Regions from separate parts of the Mus musculus genome. Here all the other regions are linked to region 4. Evidence: chromatin contacts called from public Hi-C and promoter capture Hi-C data. All regions are on one chromosome and are shown on one strand. The core of a region is the stretch at or near the end of the contact, and the rest is flanking DNA. Distances in the headings are between cores, read along the strand shown.

Evidence for each region. Promoter capture Hi-C pulls out the DNA fragments that hold promoters and counts their contacts. Hi-C and Micro-C count contacts between places; a contact is called where the count stands out from the background.
Region 1: a promoter capture Hi-C map of pre-B cells shows a contact between it and region 4, with 2.6 times the contacts expected there. The contact joins the promoter of Trappc11 here to the promoter of Spcs3 in region 4. A contact is called at or near these places in 1 of 39 promoter capture datasets (pre-B cells) and 1 of 484 Hi-C or Micro-C datasets (CD4 T cells).
Region 2: a Hi-C map of CD4 T cells shows a contact between it and region 4, with 7 times the contacts expected there. The contact joins the promoter of Nek1 here to the promoter of Spcs3 in region 4. A contact is called at or near these places in 1 of 39 promoter capture datasets (pre-B cells) and 1 of 484 Hi-C or Micro-C datasets (CD4 T cells).
Region 3: a Hi-C map of neutrophils shows a contact between it and region 4, with 19 times the contacts expected there. The contact joins the promoter of Cdkn2aip here to the promoter of Spcs3 in region 4.
Region 5: a contact with region 4 is called in a Hi-C map of regulatory T cells, with 11 times the contacts expected there. The contact joins the promoter of Ing2 here to the promoter of Spcs3 in region 4. A contact is called at or near these places in 1 of 39 promoter capture datasets (pre-B cells) and 2 of 484 Hi-C or Micro-C datasets (CD4 T cells and regulatory T cells).

The regions. Positions count from the first base shown.
Region 1 is chr8:47,532,097-47,534,796 of GRCm38.p6, reverse strand. Trappc11 (trafficking protein particle complex 11) reads left to right here and starts at 1,327. Exons shown (of 30, transcript NM_177240.3): 1 at 1,327-1,478. Rwdd4a (RWD domain containing 4A) reads right to left here and starts at 1,152. Exons shown (of 8, transcript NM_203507.3): 1 at 854-1,152. The coding sequence starts at 877.
Region 2 is chr8:60,991,856-60,994,555 of GRCm38.p6, reverse strand. It overlaps Nek1 (NIMA (never in mitosis gene a)-related expressed kinase 1), which reads right to left and starts at 1,363. Exons shown (of 33, transcript NM_175089.4): 1 at 793-1,363.
Region 3 is chr8:47,712,566-47,715,265 of GRCm38.p6, reverse strand. It overlaps Cdkn2aip (CDKN2A interacting protein), which reads left to right and starts at 1,335. Exons shown (of 3, transcript NM_172407.3): 1 at 1,335-1,746; 2 at 2,248-2,378. The coding sequence starts at 1,496.
Region 4 is chr8:54,528,677-54,531,376 of GRCm38.p6, reverse strand. Spcs3 (signal peptidase complex subunit 3 homolog (S. cerevisiae)) reads left to right here and starts at 1,379. Exons shown (of 5, transcript NM_029701.1): 1 at 1,379-1,614. The coding sequence starts at 1,472.
Region 5 is chr8:47,673,741-47,676,440 of GRCm38.p6, reverse strand. It overlaps Ing2 (inhibitor of growth family, member 2), which reads left to right and starts at 1,282. Exons shown (of 2, transcript NM_023503.3): 1 at 1,282-1,935. The coding sequence starts at 1,761. It overlaps AA386476 (expressed sequence AA386476), which reads right to left and starts at 1,050. Exons shown (of 1, transcript NR_166692.1): 1 at 1-1,050.

The DNA of each region.
Region 1 (2,700 bases), core at 78-2,577, 7.0 Mb after region 4:
GTCTTCTTTGTTTGAGAAGGCATTTTTGGAACACCAGGCTAGTCTCAAACTCTGACATCAGCCTGCCTCTGCCACCCTAACACTGGGATTAAAGGCGTACACCACTACCGCCAGGTGGGATTTATCTTCTAATCCTTACTCTACCACGTTCACCAAGCTAGGGTGCTCTTTTTCCTTTTTCATCTGGACACATTACAGAGTTGGAAAGTTCAATGACAGGTGATTTATAGGACCTATTCCTTCCGACTTTGATATTTTGCAAAGCAAACAAACCACCACCACCAATAACAACAACAACAAAAACCAAAACACAAACTACAAAATTCTGATTGACATGAGGATGCTCAAAAATATTGTATATCCCTCAACAACAGACTGAGGAGTGACTTCACTGAGCATTATGGACAGAAACCGAAACACCAGGGTCATTCATTTTTCTGTAGAGATTTTACTTACTCGATCGACCCTTTCCACGAGACCACAAGTTTTCAAATTTAAAGGCGTTCAGATTTGAAGACAGAATAACTCGACACACAAGCGCTAAGCCACACAAGGGATTTAAGGACGGCCAAGTGCTCTAGGGTCGTGGACCAAGGACACTCATCTTACCAAGGAAATCTAGGAAGACCTAAATACAAAAATGACAAATGAGGGAAGCGGGAGGCTGAGTCTCACGTAACCCATTCGTGCTTGCTGGCCATAAGGTTGCCCAGTGCTATCTGGCAGGGGAACCACCAACGTGGGACATCCGGACAGGCGAAGAAGGTTCTCAGAGCAAAGGACACGTGCGAAGTCTGGGTGCTCCACGTCGTGACCTGCGCCGGGACAGGGGTGTCTAGTCCTGGGTTCTCACCTCTTGGTCCTCGTTGGCACCCATCGTGCCGGGCGCACGGCGTTCGCTACCGCGATGAACGGGCGGGCAGCGGGCGGGAGGCCGGGGCACCCCGTTTCCGCGCCTCGGTCTAGAGAAATCCTCCTCGCAGCCGTGGGTACGACCTCGTGCGCTCCAGATCCTCGGCAGCACCAAGCCACCGGCAGTCGATTGTGGGCCGGGAACCCAGGATCGCGTTATGTGTGATCGGGAACCGGGATCACGTTAAGGGACACCTAGACCTCTGACCAGTTACTGATGGGCGGTACCGAGGAAGCCCCGCCCCTTCTCACGATCGCGTCTCCTATTGGCTCCTTCTCTTTCCGCCCCCAACTCTTTCTCCTCTAGGAAATGGAACACCTTCCTAACAAGGAAACCCGTTCTATTCCAGGACTGGTGTGGAGTGCTGTCACTCAAGCCCAGGAAGTGCTTCCTGTGCCAGCGGAGGCGGGGAAAAGGAAGTGTCGCCTTCTGTCGCCCGGTCTGCGGCTGGGGCTGTTGCTTGTCGGTGGCCGCATTCCTAGACGCCCCTGCCTGGCTCTCTTGCCTCTTTCGGGGCTGACGGCGACTCGCCGCAGCTGCAGCGGGTCCAGGGCGTGCGGCCAGGGTGAGTTGGGCCCAGAGACCTTCCAGGCCAGGCTATCCCGGCTGGCTTGGTGGCCTGCGTTTCCCCTTGGCGTCCACCGATGCAATCTTGGCGTTTCTCCTTCCCCTGCAAAGAATTATTGCCAGAGAGGTGGGAGTGGTGGAGGAAAATAATGTCAGTTTCTAGGACTTTGAGGTTATTCTCCTTGCCCAGTGGCAGCTACTAGAGCCTAATGCTGAGATCCTAGGGACAGCCCTTTGGTTCTTCATTTGAGCGTTTTGCAATCGGATGTCTCTGAATCCTTGCTTGTTAGCCGGTGACTTGCATCCCAAACCACCTGTTTATTGATAGCCGTCTTCTTTAGTAGATACTCTGATTGGGTTAGCTTGTTTCTCTTCTATGATAGATTGCACTGACGAGGTGATCTGGTGCTGAGGACTTAACTTTGTACTTCTCCATGTTCCCTCTCTGTCAATGGTTTGCTTGGTTTCTCCATTATTTTCCGGGAAATCAGGAAGCGATTTCTTTCCTGTGTGTCACTGAAATCTATTCAGTCAACACTTGTCCTGTTCCGTTCCTTTTTAAATTTTCCTACAGCATAGTCAGGACCATTGCAAGTGTCCAAGCTTGTAAGGTAGAATAAAGCCGGGATTGCTGGTGTAGTTTTCATGACGTTGTTGGAAAAGATTTACACTGTCAGCTGTGAGAGCCAGTAACTAAGGGAAGGCTAGAGAGCACTTGAAATCTGCTAGTTTAACGGAGGGTGTGCAGTTCCTATAAAATACGCACAGGCTTGAAGACAATGCACAAATAGGTTTTTACAAGTTCATCGATAACTTATAATGATGTTTGGAAAATATTGTTGGCTAAAATAGAATATATCTAAAATCCCACATCTTTCTTTTTCTTTTGGGGGGGAGTTGGGAGGCTGTCTTTGATATCTCCATAGCCCTGGCTGGCCTGAAACTGCCCCCTGCCTCTGCCTCTCCAATGATGGGTTTTCAGGAGTGCTTTCTGAGCCAACTTCTCTTTTCCCTTCTAACATAACTGCTGGAAATTTTGACTTTTTTTTTCTTTGATTCATGCTGTATACCTCTCAGGTGGTGCTAATTTTAAAACTTTGCAAGTTTATTCTACTTCCCCTTATAGCCGGTCAATATTCAAGGGCCACAGCTATTTCTTTGGAGCCTCTAAGATCAAGGGAAAAGGCCCTTTCACATTCTCATCTAGACTGTTTGGTTTT
Region 2 (2,700 bases), core at 114-2,613, 6.5 Mb before region 4:
ATCAGATTTCTGACAGACTTTCTTTTTCAGTGTAAAAACCAGTTTCCCCACAAAATCTGTTACTCTGGTTTCACCAGAACAAGAGGCCATTTTAAATGTAGACCTCTAGATCCTAGAAACTAGAAACAAAGAACTGCTTCTTTTTCCATCTGGCTGCTGCCCATCACCTCCACTTACTGCAGCATAAGCAAAGCCCATCACCGTGAAAGCTCAGATGGACTAGGGCTTTTAAGCCTTCACAAACATTTCCGATGTGATTTATGTAGGCAGTAAAAATATTTCTGCTTCTAGGGAGATCTTACAGGGAAGAATAAAACATTGGGCAGGGTATATAACTCAGTGGCAGATCACCTGCCTAGCAAAAATGAGTTCCTGTCATCCAATCCCCAAGACCCCTTCCCAAAGTTACACTGAATTATTAAAGTGGCAAAACTTTTAATACTTTACACGTGGAAATTGTGTCAAACCATGGAAAGCTTTAGGGTAACCAGTTAACTGCTATTTTTCTCATTAAAATATACAGGCATCTAATCTAATCTATTTAAGTGACTTATCATCTACTTAGATTAGTTTATCGTCTCTTAAGAGAGCGTTATCTTTTTAGAATACCAAAGAATTGCCTTGAGCCATACACAAGTCCTCCCCATTAACAACTTAAGGAGAAGGTGCTTTAGGCGCAAACACTTAAGGCGAGTATCCATGCACTCCACAGATCTATACAGGTCTCCTCACTCCCGGTGAGTTCACCATTCTGCTTGTCTGCCTGTCACTGCTTTCCCACGCGCAACTCACCTCAATGACACGGGACCTGAGTCAGAATAACAGTGGCGACCATAAGCACCGGTCTAGTGGCGGCAGTGTCTTCCTATAGGACTTAAGGCAGAAGCACCACGATGCATTTTGGAAATGACATGCTGTAAGAGAAAGCAAGTCTGTCTACCCAGCAGCCGCTCACAGCCCAGGCTGCGACTCCTACACCGGGCACCGGTCTCTGGCTGACGCGTCAGACTTGCCACCGTCGGGTCAGGCACAGTACTCCGCGACCCGCCCTGGCTACGCGGACGAAACAAACACAGCGGTTCCTGACCCCTTGGAAACGGCGGCTGCACAGGGGGAGTTGCTGGGTACCGCCCCCAACTTCACAGGTCGAGGTGGCTTGGCCAGGCGCGGACCCGCAGCGTGTGGGACTGGGAGGCTACCTGTCGCCCAAGTCCTCCCGCCTCGTCACAGTGACTATGGATTCCGGGGTGAGGGCAACTGCACAGGCTCAAGGTAAGGACGCTGCACGTTGCCGCCCTGAAACCATAGAGCTACTGCTGAGGAGAGGGGAACGGCCCTCGCGTCACTGTCGCTGGCGTGTGACGTCAGCGCGCAGGAGCCGACTTGTGGCGCTGCAGGGGAGGAGCCGGGATCTGCGGGGGGCGGGGCCAGGCGAAGCGAACGGACTGTACGTGCGGGGCGGGGCTGGACTAAGAGTGATGGGGCGGGGCTCCGGGGAAGGGCGGGGTTACGGAATAGGAAAGCTAGTGGGACCCGGCTCTCAGCCAGCAGCTGAGCTAGCGGGGAGCGTGAAGGACCAGAGGCCGGCCTAGAGGAGAGAGAGGCTAGGGAGAGGGTGCAGTGAGTGGGGGGCCTGTGGTAGGTAAAAGCTAAAAAGGGCGGTTTGGGAGCGGAGCGTAGCAAGCCGGGGATGGGTAGGGCAGAATCGGGGACGGGGGAATGGGGCGGGGCATCGTCAAGGGGCGGGGCCATTGGAATATGTTTGGGCCAAAAGAGCTAGGAAGTACTGGGACTAGAGAAAGGACTGGGCAAGTGCATTGGTGCAAGCACCGGGGACTGGGGGCGGGGAGGTGGAGACTGGAGCAACTTCAAGAGTTAAAAACTCCAAGCACCAAAGGGAGAGCGTGAGGTACTCCAAGCTCAAAGGAGCATGTGAAAGACGGGTGTCGGTAGAATAAAGTAAAACCGGAAAGAATTAGGCTGAGTGAAGGCGGGAATTTCGCTCAGGAATCTGACTCAGACTGAAGAGAGCATATTAACAACTTTTTCCCACACGGTACACAGATAAGGTACTTTTAATTTGAGCGCTCATTACTTAACTGAGGATGCCAAATATTTACAAGTAATTTTTCTTTAAGTACAATGCCCTTTAAAAAGTTATTTTAAGGGATGGCTCAAACAGCTCATCTCTGAAGACAGAAGACCAGGGTTCTGGGACGCAAACCTTGGTCTGGTTAACTCACCTGTAACAACTTCAGGAGCATCTTCTGCAAGCACCGGGACCTGAACTTATGCACATATCCACAGTTACTTCGTGAACTTAAACGAAGCAGTTTTATCTTTAATTTTTAGAATACAAAGTTACATTACAGTGTCCTACACCTTTATGTTTACTGTATATACACTTTATACTGAAGGGACTGACGATGTACAGTAGACTAAAAATCATTCGATGCAGGAATTGAAACAGTTGAGAACAAGCCTGGTGTCATCCCGAGTAGCTCTACTCAGTGAGCTAGAGGATGGCACTCTAGAAGTCCATACTTGAGGCAGGAAGAGGATAGTGTCTTTGTATACAGCCATAGTTGCTGTCCACATTGTTCCATTCGTGTGAATGGAACACTACCGAGGCTGCATAGACCTTGCCTAAGATCTGTAGACAGTTGATTTCTCTTTTCCATCCTTTCCCCATCCCACACA
Region 3 (2,700 bases), core at 86-2,585, 6.8 Mb after region 4:
TGTCTCTCCTTGCCAGTGTGGCCTCTTTGAAAGCCTTTTCCTGCTTTCCACTACTAACGTGTCCCTTCTAATTGCCTTATTGGAGCTGAACAGTGTTGGGGCACAGGCCCATGGCTATCAAGTTTAGTAACCAAATGACTGAATTTTTGCGTGATTATTCTGATTTAAGCATTTTCACAACAAAACGCAAAAATCTATTGAGGGAAAATTCAATTACATAATTTATCACTATCTCATATTATTACATTGATCCTTTGATTTATTGACACATACCTAGACTTGGAAATGTTAATAAACACGCCAGAAAAAAAAATCCATGGGTTGGAGAGATGGCTCAGTAGTACGAGATCTTAGAGAAGACCTCCAGCACCCACAGGGCGCTGGGTTCAATTCCCAGCACCCACAGGGCGCTCAAAATCCTGGGTCAACTCAACTCCAGGAGAGCCATTGCTCTCTTGCCTCCAAGGGCACCAGGCCCACACATGTAGCACAGACACACATGCAAGCAAAAAATCGAACTCATAAAACAAAACAAAACAAATGCAGAAGCAGTTGCTCTTGAGGACTGAGGCCAGGACGAGATAAGCAGATACATTTCCATTTTGGTCCAACCGGGATTAACAGTTAAAACCAGTTGGCACGGGGTCATTTATAGTTCGGGGACCAAAAGCGTTAAGGGAGAGGAAGCGGGTTGAACCAGGAACTTAAGAAACCGCGGAAACCCAGCCAGATCGTGGGGCGCAAGCGCAAAGGCCTGGTTTCAAAGAGCCGGTTAGATCCAACTGGAGGAGCCGCTTGTGCTCGTCGTTAAGTTACAACCGTGCTCGGTACTTTTATTGTCCCCATCCCACAAGGCATCCGCAGGTCCCCAAACGCCCGGAGACCTTCCGAGCCTCGGGCCCAAGGGTTCAGCGGCTTTCGCGGCAGGGCGCAGGCGCGGAAGCCAGCTTTTGTTTATTTTGGCCGCGTGCGACCGCGAGCGTCCGAGGGCGGAACGCGCAGGAGGGGCGGGGCGGCAACTCGGACGCCTCCAGGTCTCCGCGCTCCGCCCGCTTTGTCCCACCGCCCCCCTCTCCCGGCCCCCCGGAGCGCGGCGTCACAAAGCGCCGGCGGAACGCCCCAGCGGCCGCCCCTAGGCGCCGAGGGCGGGGAGGGCCGCTGGCCGCTGAAGTCGCCTCGGCCCCGCCTCCGCCGGCGCGACCGCCGAGCGAGTCGCTGGCGACTGGGCGCTGCAAAGCATCCTGGGAGGACGCGCTCGCGCCGGAAGGTCGCGTGTGCGCGCGGCGGCAGCGGCGGCGGCGAGGTTATAAAAGGGAGCGAGGCGGTGGCCGGCGGAAGTGGGCGGTTCGTCGGCGCCTTGTTCTGTTGTTTGGGGTTTGGGCTCCTGGAGGGGCGTTCTCGGGAGGGCCGCCGGTGCAGGCCGCGCTGACACAGGGCCGCTTCGCCCCCGGGGCTCCGTGCGCTTGCGCTCTCCCCGTCCCGCAGGGTCCCCAACATGGCGCAGGAGGTGTCCGAGTACCTGAGCCAAAACCCGCGGGTAGCCGCCTGGGTGGAGACGCTGCGCTGCGAGGGCGAGACGGACAAACACTGGCGCCACCGCCGGGAGTTTCTGCTTCGCAATGCCGGGGACCTGGTCCCCGCCACCGACGAGACTGCGGACGCGGAGAGCGGAGCCCGCACTCGGCAGCTCCAGCAGCTGGTCTCCTTCTCCATGGCCTGGGCGAACCATGTCTTCCTAGGGTGCCGGTGAGTGGAGGGAGCGTCGCTCTCCAGCCAGCCTTCCGGGCTTTGCTCCACGCCCCCTGCCGCTGGCCGGGGAGCGCTTTCGCGGGGACCGGCGACGCTGGGGAGGGCCGCTTGGGAAGCGCGGGAATCGGTGTGACACTGTGGGTCCTCGGAGGGAGAGCAGGAAGGGCGTCCGGGGCTGTCCCCGACCTCACAGTTGCCGGGCGTCCGGGTGGTATGCGCCCGGCAGATGGAGTTGTTGGTGCTTAGCTGACAGTATCTGCCCGGGAGACCCCGAGTTTAAAGGTTCCCTGGCACAGACCCGCCTCCCGAGCCCTTAGGGCATTCGTCTGGGCCATCTTCGATTGTCGCGCGGTTCGTACACTTTGATCACGACCAGGAAATGCAGTCTGCGCACTCCTGCATTCCTCACGCTGCCAGTACTTTCGGAAAAAAAAAAATAAAGCATAACAACAACAAAAACAAACCACTTCTTGAGAGCGACTTTTGCTTCTTTTTCAGGTACCCTCAAAAAGTTATGGATAAAATTCTTAGTATGGCTGAAGGCATCAAAGTGACAGATGCTCCAATCCATACCACACGAGACGAACTGGTTGCCAAGGTGAAGAAAAGAGGGATATCAAGTAGCAATGGTTAGCAGATCATAGATGTGAACATACATAGGAGTTTAGAAAATATGCTTTATAAAATTAGGAATCGCTGTCATTACTAATTTTTTTTAACAATCCAGAATGTGTATGCTGTATTAATCTAGTTAAAATGTTAAAGCTACACTGTGTGTGTATGTGTGTCTGTCTGAGTCTGTCTGTCTGTTTTGGTGCTGAATTTGATTAACTTTTAGATTTTCAAGTCCAATGTCTGATGCTGTTAATTTAATATTAAAAACTAATCATATTAATTGATACTGTTTTAACATACTAATGAAGTTGTTCCATATTTTAAAAGAAACTACTG
Region 4 (2,700 bases), core at 130-2,629:
TTAATATACATATAAAGGTTGTGTGTGTCTTTTTATCCAGGAACTGAATGATCAAAGGTGGGGTTAAGACCCCAATTGAGATTAAATATCTCCACAGCATCCAACAGGCCATTACTTTCCCAGGTACACTTCAGTCTTTTGTTTCACAGGTACTTCTTTACCTACTGGGAACAGATTATTGGGTGTGTCTTACATATACCTCTAAGTGTTCAGTATATTTCATAGCATGTATCCTGGCACTCATCATCTGTAACAAGAGGCATCCTTTCTCTAAGTTACTCTATAGTAATAATACTAGGTAGTGTGTGGGTTGATTTGTTCTGTCTCACCACATACATGGCTTCCTCATTTTGTCTCTAGCACTATGTAGCATCCCTCAGTATTTATACCTGTTTTATAATTTAAGCTGCTGCTTTGATTTTGATAACTTTACTCAGTTATAAACCTCAGTAGGGTTTATACAAAGTGATCAATATACTTTTGTGTCTCACTTGCAGCACAGTAACTATTTATTAAAACCTTCCTTCACTGAATACAGTGTGGCTACCCGAGAGATTGAATAACCAAGGTTTTAAACACATCTAAAGACCACTCTGACTATAACTGCTACATATTTCATTTATTGGCTCTATTCTATTTGAGCCAGGGTCTATTCTGTTACACTCTCCATTCGAGGCCTAGAATATGCACTAGGCAATTCTTAATGATCCTGCCTGTATGCTGTATGAAAATTAATTGCATGGTAATGACTGAGAGGAGTTTAATCAATATCAGTTTCTCATTAACACCGTTTCATGGTTTACAGCAGCTGTTGTACAACAACCTATTTTGGATAAGTGGAAATATTTGGGATTGTGGTATAAAACACGTAACTTAAGTAGAGGTTCGGTTCTCTGTTGAAAGCAAAGCAACAGGGATTTGACTAATTGTCTAGTGCGAAGGCTGCATACCAACACTGGTGTCCCTGACTGCTATTTAGGTGCCTGATTGATTTCATTTTTCCTCCTTTCCAAAAATGTCCAACTTTACCAGCTTTGATAGAGGTGAGCTGGGACCACGCGTTTTGAAAAGTGACTACCACAGAACAGTTAAGGGGCCGCTGTCCCTATAAACTTAACTGAAGGTCAACTCGCAAAATGCTACTTCCCTACCAAGCCACAGAGGCCATGGAACAACTGAGCAGTGGAGGAGGCGGGTCTCCCCCCACACCCCCGTGGCAAAGCCCAACCCCCGTGCTCTTTGATGATTGGCGGATTCACTGAAAGCACCGCCTTCCGGCGCGTGCACGGCCGCCCAGTGGGTGGGACCCAGAGGGTGTGGGAGCGTGCGCGCTCCCGTCGGAGGACCGGAAAGGGGGCGGGGCGGGACGTGCGCACCCGATGCGCGGGTGGGCGGGGACTGGTCGGCCGCGGGAAGCAGAGCCTGAAGTGCGAGTGTGGGAGCCGGGGCCCGGGAGGGAAAGGTCGCCACGATGAACACCGTCCTGTCGCGCGCGAACTCCCTGTTCGCCTTCTCGCTGAGCGTGATGGCGGCGCTCACCTTCGGCTGCTTCATCACCACCGCCTTCAAAGACAGGAGCGTCCCAGTGCGGCTGCACGTCTCGCGGATCATGCTGTGAGTGCGGCCGGCCGGCCGGCCCCGCCCGGGGCTGTGTGCGCGGTCCCCGAGGGCTTCGCCGCGGGCCGTCCACTCCGCGGACGCGCGTCCCGGGGCCCTCAGACCCCAGCCCTGCGCGGTCGTCTCCCGAGTGGCCTGGGTCAGCGCTCCCCTTCCTTCCTGTTCTGCACGTCCCTCACCCACCCGGGCCAATGAGGGAGCAACACAACAGCACACCCACACCCGCGCTTCCGCCCGGCGCCTCCCCGCCTGCAAGCGCGCGTGGGGACCTCAGCCAGTCCCCAGTCCCCCCTGGCCTGGGTGTCCATCCAGGCGCCTCGGTGGGTGGCTCTGGTGTCACGTCCAGCCCCAGTTGGTTCTCTTTGACAGTCCCTGAAGACGTCTGTCTGTCCCTCGTGGACACACTACTTGGCAGCTGCTGCCTTGAAGTTAGGATGTGCAGGATGCACAGGGGCGGTTTAAACATCCCAGTTTCTTGTTATTTTTAACGTCATTCTTTAGCCAGCAACCTGAATAAGTCTTAGGAGACATTAAAAATAGAATTTCGAAATGACTGTTCTTTTCCCGTACTGCCTGTTTTATTTATAGCATTTCCCTCCATTTTTCTGGCACTTTTATCTTTCACGCAGTGGTTTTAATTCCTGTATGCTCTGTGTGAACTGTCCTCTACAATCTGCCCGTTCTTTTAGCCTTGGTTTACTAATTTGTTTGTCAGAATCACCAGTAAGTGTCTCCTCTTACTACTGCTGCTGCTTTTGATTTTTCATTTTTATCCCCAACACTTTTTGTTAGGTACTATTGGTGATTTAAATAGACGTAGCTTAGATACCGGCCCTGCCATCACCTTCTGTGGTGACCTAGATAAACTTGAAACATATTAAACATTGTGATCTTAAACAGGTTTCTTGCAGTCGCAGGTGTTAACATTTGTTGTAAGTGAAGAAAGTCACTGGAAGGATTGTTGTATGGATTTCAGATAATTGTGGAAAGTGCATGTTGGCTCTGACATATGGCATGTGCTTATAATCAGGTGCTGCGTTCCAGATTATCTTGTGGCCTGCTCCGCATAAAGTATTTGTGTTT
Region 5 (2,700 bases), core at 33-2,532, 6.9 Mb after region 4:
GTTTTGTCGAAATCCAAATTTTCATCTAGACCAGGACCTAGGTTTCCCTTGGCATCCCAACAGCTGCTTAATATACCCCACTGTATGAAAGTGTGCTGAACAGGCCGGGCAACAGGTATAGCGCTGCAAACCGGGCAAGAGCACCCAAACTTAGCACTCTGGCGTTTTCTCTCTTCTCATTCAAAGACGCCGCTCCCATTGGGCATCTCATCTGAATTAAGCGACTACTCTTTCTTATACCTATTTCGGTTGGGGGGGGGGGGGAGAACCAAAACCAAAACAGCTCACATATTTATATACATTCCGGAAGTCTATCCGTAATTACAGTGAGCTCCTCCTACCGGCATTTCACTGATGGTACTGGGGGAGTAAGGCGGATAATCCCTCACACGGAAAGCACCGCACTCGGTGGTTGATCCGATTTCTAATCCCATCTGCACTGATCCCCTGCTGGCTAGTGGTGAAGCCGAGTGAAAAGACAGTGAGGACTGTGTGTCCTCGCTGGCGGGTGATGCCTAGGCGATTCGACATCTGACAACAGTTTCCTTAAGATGGTTTGGGACTGGGGACCGGGGCGGCGTGCAGCCTTGCCACCTCCCTAAACCAAACTCTTAAGCGCGAGGAGGGGGAGCAGACCCTGAGAGCCACCCCGGCGCTGGGGGGTGGAGGGGCCGCACGCAAGGCGGGGAGTCCGCATTTAAAAGGGCAGAGGGCGCACCGCCTACCTCCGCGGTCCGCCCCGGTGCTCCGGGACCGTGGCCGCGGGGCGCTCGGCGGGAAGTCGCCGCGCATGCCCGGAGCCGCGCCCGCTGCACCCTGGGTCGCCTTAGTTCCCCCTCAGGCCTCACTCGGCCAGCGGCGCCCAGGGGCCGCTCGCTGCTGTCTTGGAGGCTCGCGAGGGAGGCGCTGGATCCGCCAGATGGAGGCAAGGTCGGTAACTCGGGGCCGAGCGAGCCGAGCCGGCGCTTCCTATCCCTGTAGGGGAACAGAAACGAAGAGAGCGGTCGCCCGGCCTCTCGGGGGCAACCGTCAGGACTTCGGTCGAAGGGGGCAGGCTCAGCCATGCGGTCCCTTTAAGAGGGGGCGGGGCGCGGCCTGCCGTTTGGCCGGCCTCCGCACCCTCCCCCCGCCCCCAGGCGAGAGCTGACAGACCAATCGCCCGGGTGGCGCAGGGAAGGCGGGAGAATGCGAACTCTTCGGTAGGACGATAGGGGCGGGGCCCCAGCCTTATTAGGAGTGAGTGCTGCGCAGGCGCAGATGCGGTCGCTGGCCAAGGGGCGGGGACTAGTCCTGTGAGACTCCGACAGGCACGGAGGCTGATAGAGAGGCGAGAGGGTAGCGAGGGGCTTGTCACGGGGATCCGGGCGACCGGGCAGCCCCGGTAGTGTCTGGGGAGTCCCCGGGGGGGACAGCCAGCGTCGCTGCCTGGGAGCCCCGGCGCCATCGGCCGCGGGGAACCCCGCTGCTCGCTCTCCTAGAGAGGGAGGGGGCCGGAGGGAGCCCCGGTCTCGCCCCGCCCCTGGGCTTGTTACCGCGGGGGCGGGGAGTAAGGGCTTCTTCTTGGGGGAGTGGAGATCGGGGGACTCGGCGGTGCCCTCTCGAGCGGCGGCCGTGTCCCCGCGGCGCCGGGCTGCCGAGCGGAGGAGCGGCGGTCGTGGCTGTTGCATGTGTGGCTGCTGGATGCGGAGGCGGCGGCGGCGGCGGCGGCGAGGAGCAGCAGCAGCGGCGGCGGCGGCGGTGGTGGTGGTGGCGGCGGCAGGATGTTAGGGCAGCAGCAGCAGCAGCAGCTGTACTCGTCGGCCGCGCTCCTGACCGGAGAGCGGAGCCGGCTGCTCTCCTGCTACGTGCAGGACTACCTGGAGTGTGTGGAGTCGCTGCCCCACGACATGCAGAGGAACGTGTCGGTGCTGCGGGAGCTGGACAACAAATACCAAGGTACTTTCCCTTCTTTCGGGTGACAGTGTGCGCCGAGTGCACCGAGCGATCTGGTGTGTGGGGCCGGGAAGCGGTTGTGTGTGTGTGTGTGTGTGTCTGGGTGGGGGGACGGCACAGCACACTCGCGGCCCTCCCTGTCCCGGCTGCGGCTGACGAGGACTTCCGAGGACCGCCCGTCCGTCAGCCCCCGTTGCAGCTCCGGCGGCTGGCTGCAGCTGCCGCGGACGGGAATCAGCCATTTTTAAGCGAGCATTTGTTCCGGTGCCTGCCGGTTGGGTGCCGCACACTGTCCTGCCCGGGGCTGGAGAGTGTGCAACGAGCAGGGTTGCGGGGCTGGACCGGGGTGCTGGGCCTGCTTAGCCCCTTGCCTGCTGGGGCTCCCTCCGTCTGCGAGCAGATGCATTGGAACGTATGGGGGGGAGGGGGCGAGAGGACGGCGGAGGTGGACTCGGGAGATGCCTCTCCCCCCACCCCCACCCCCCTCCAGCTCCCGGCGTGGCGCGGGACTGGGACGGTCTGTGCTTCCCTCTCGCCCCGGGGAAAGTTCCGGGCCGCCCGGTGTCTCACTCAGCCCTTCTTCGGCTACTGCCAAATGGTTAAAGGGGGAGGGGTTCCCCCGCAGGGCGAGACGGAGAAGGGGTGTGTGTGTTGTGTATGTGTGTGCGTCCGTGTGTGTGTGTGCGTGTGTGTGTGAGTGTGTGGCGGGGAGGGTCCGGCCTAGGGGCGGGGCCTGCAGGTGTGACGTCGTATGGGCGGGGCGCGCGC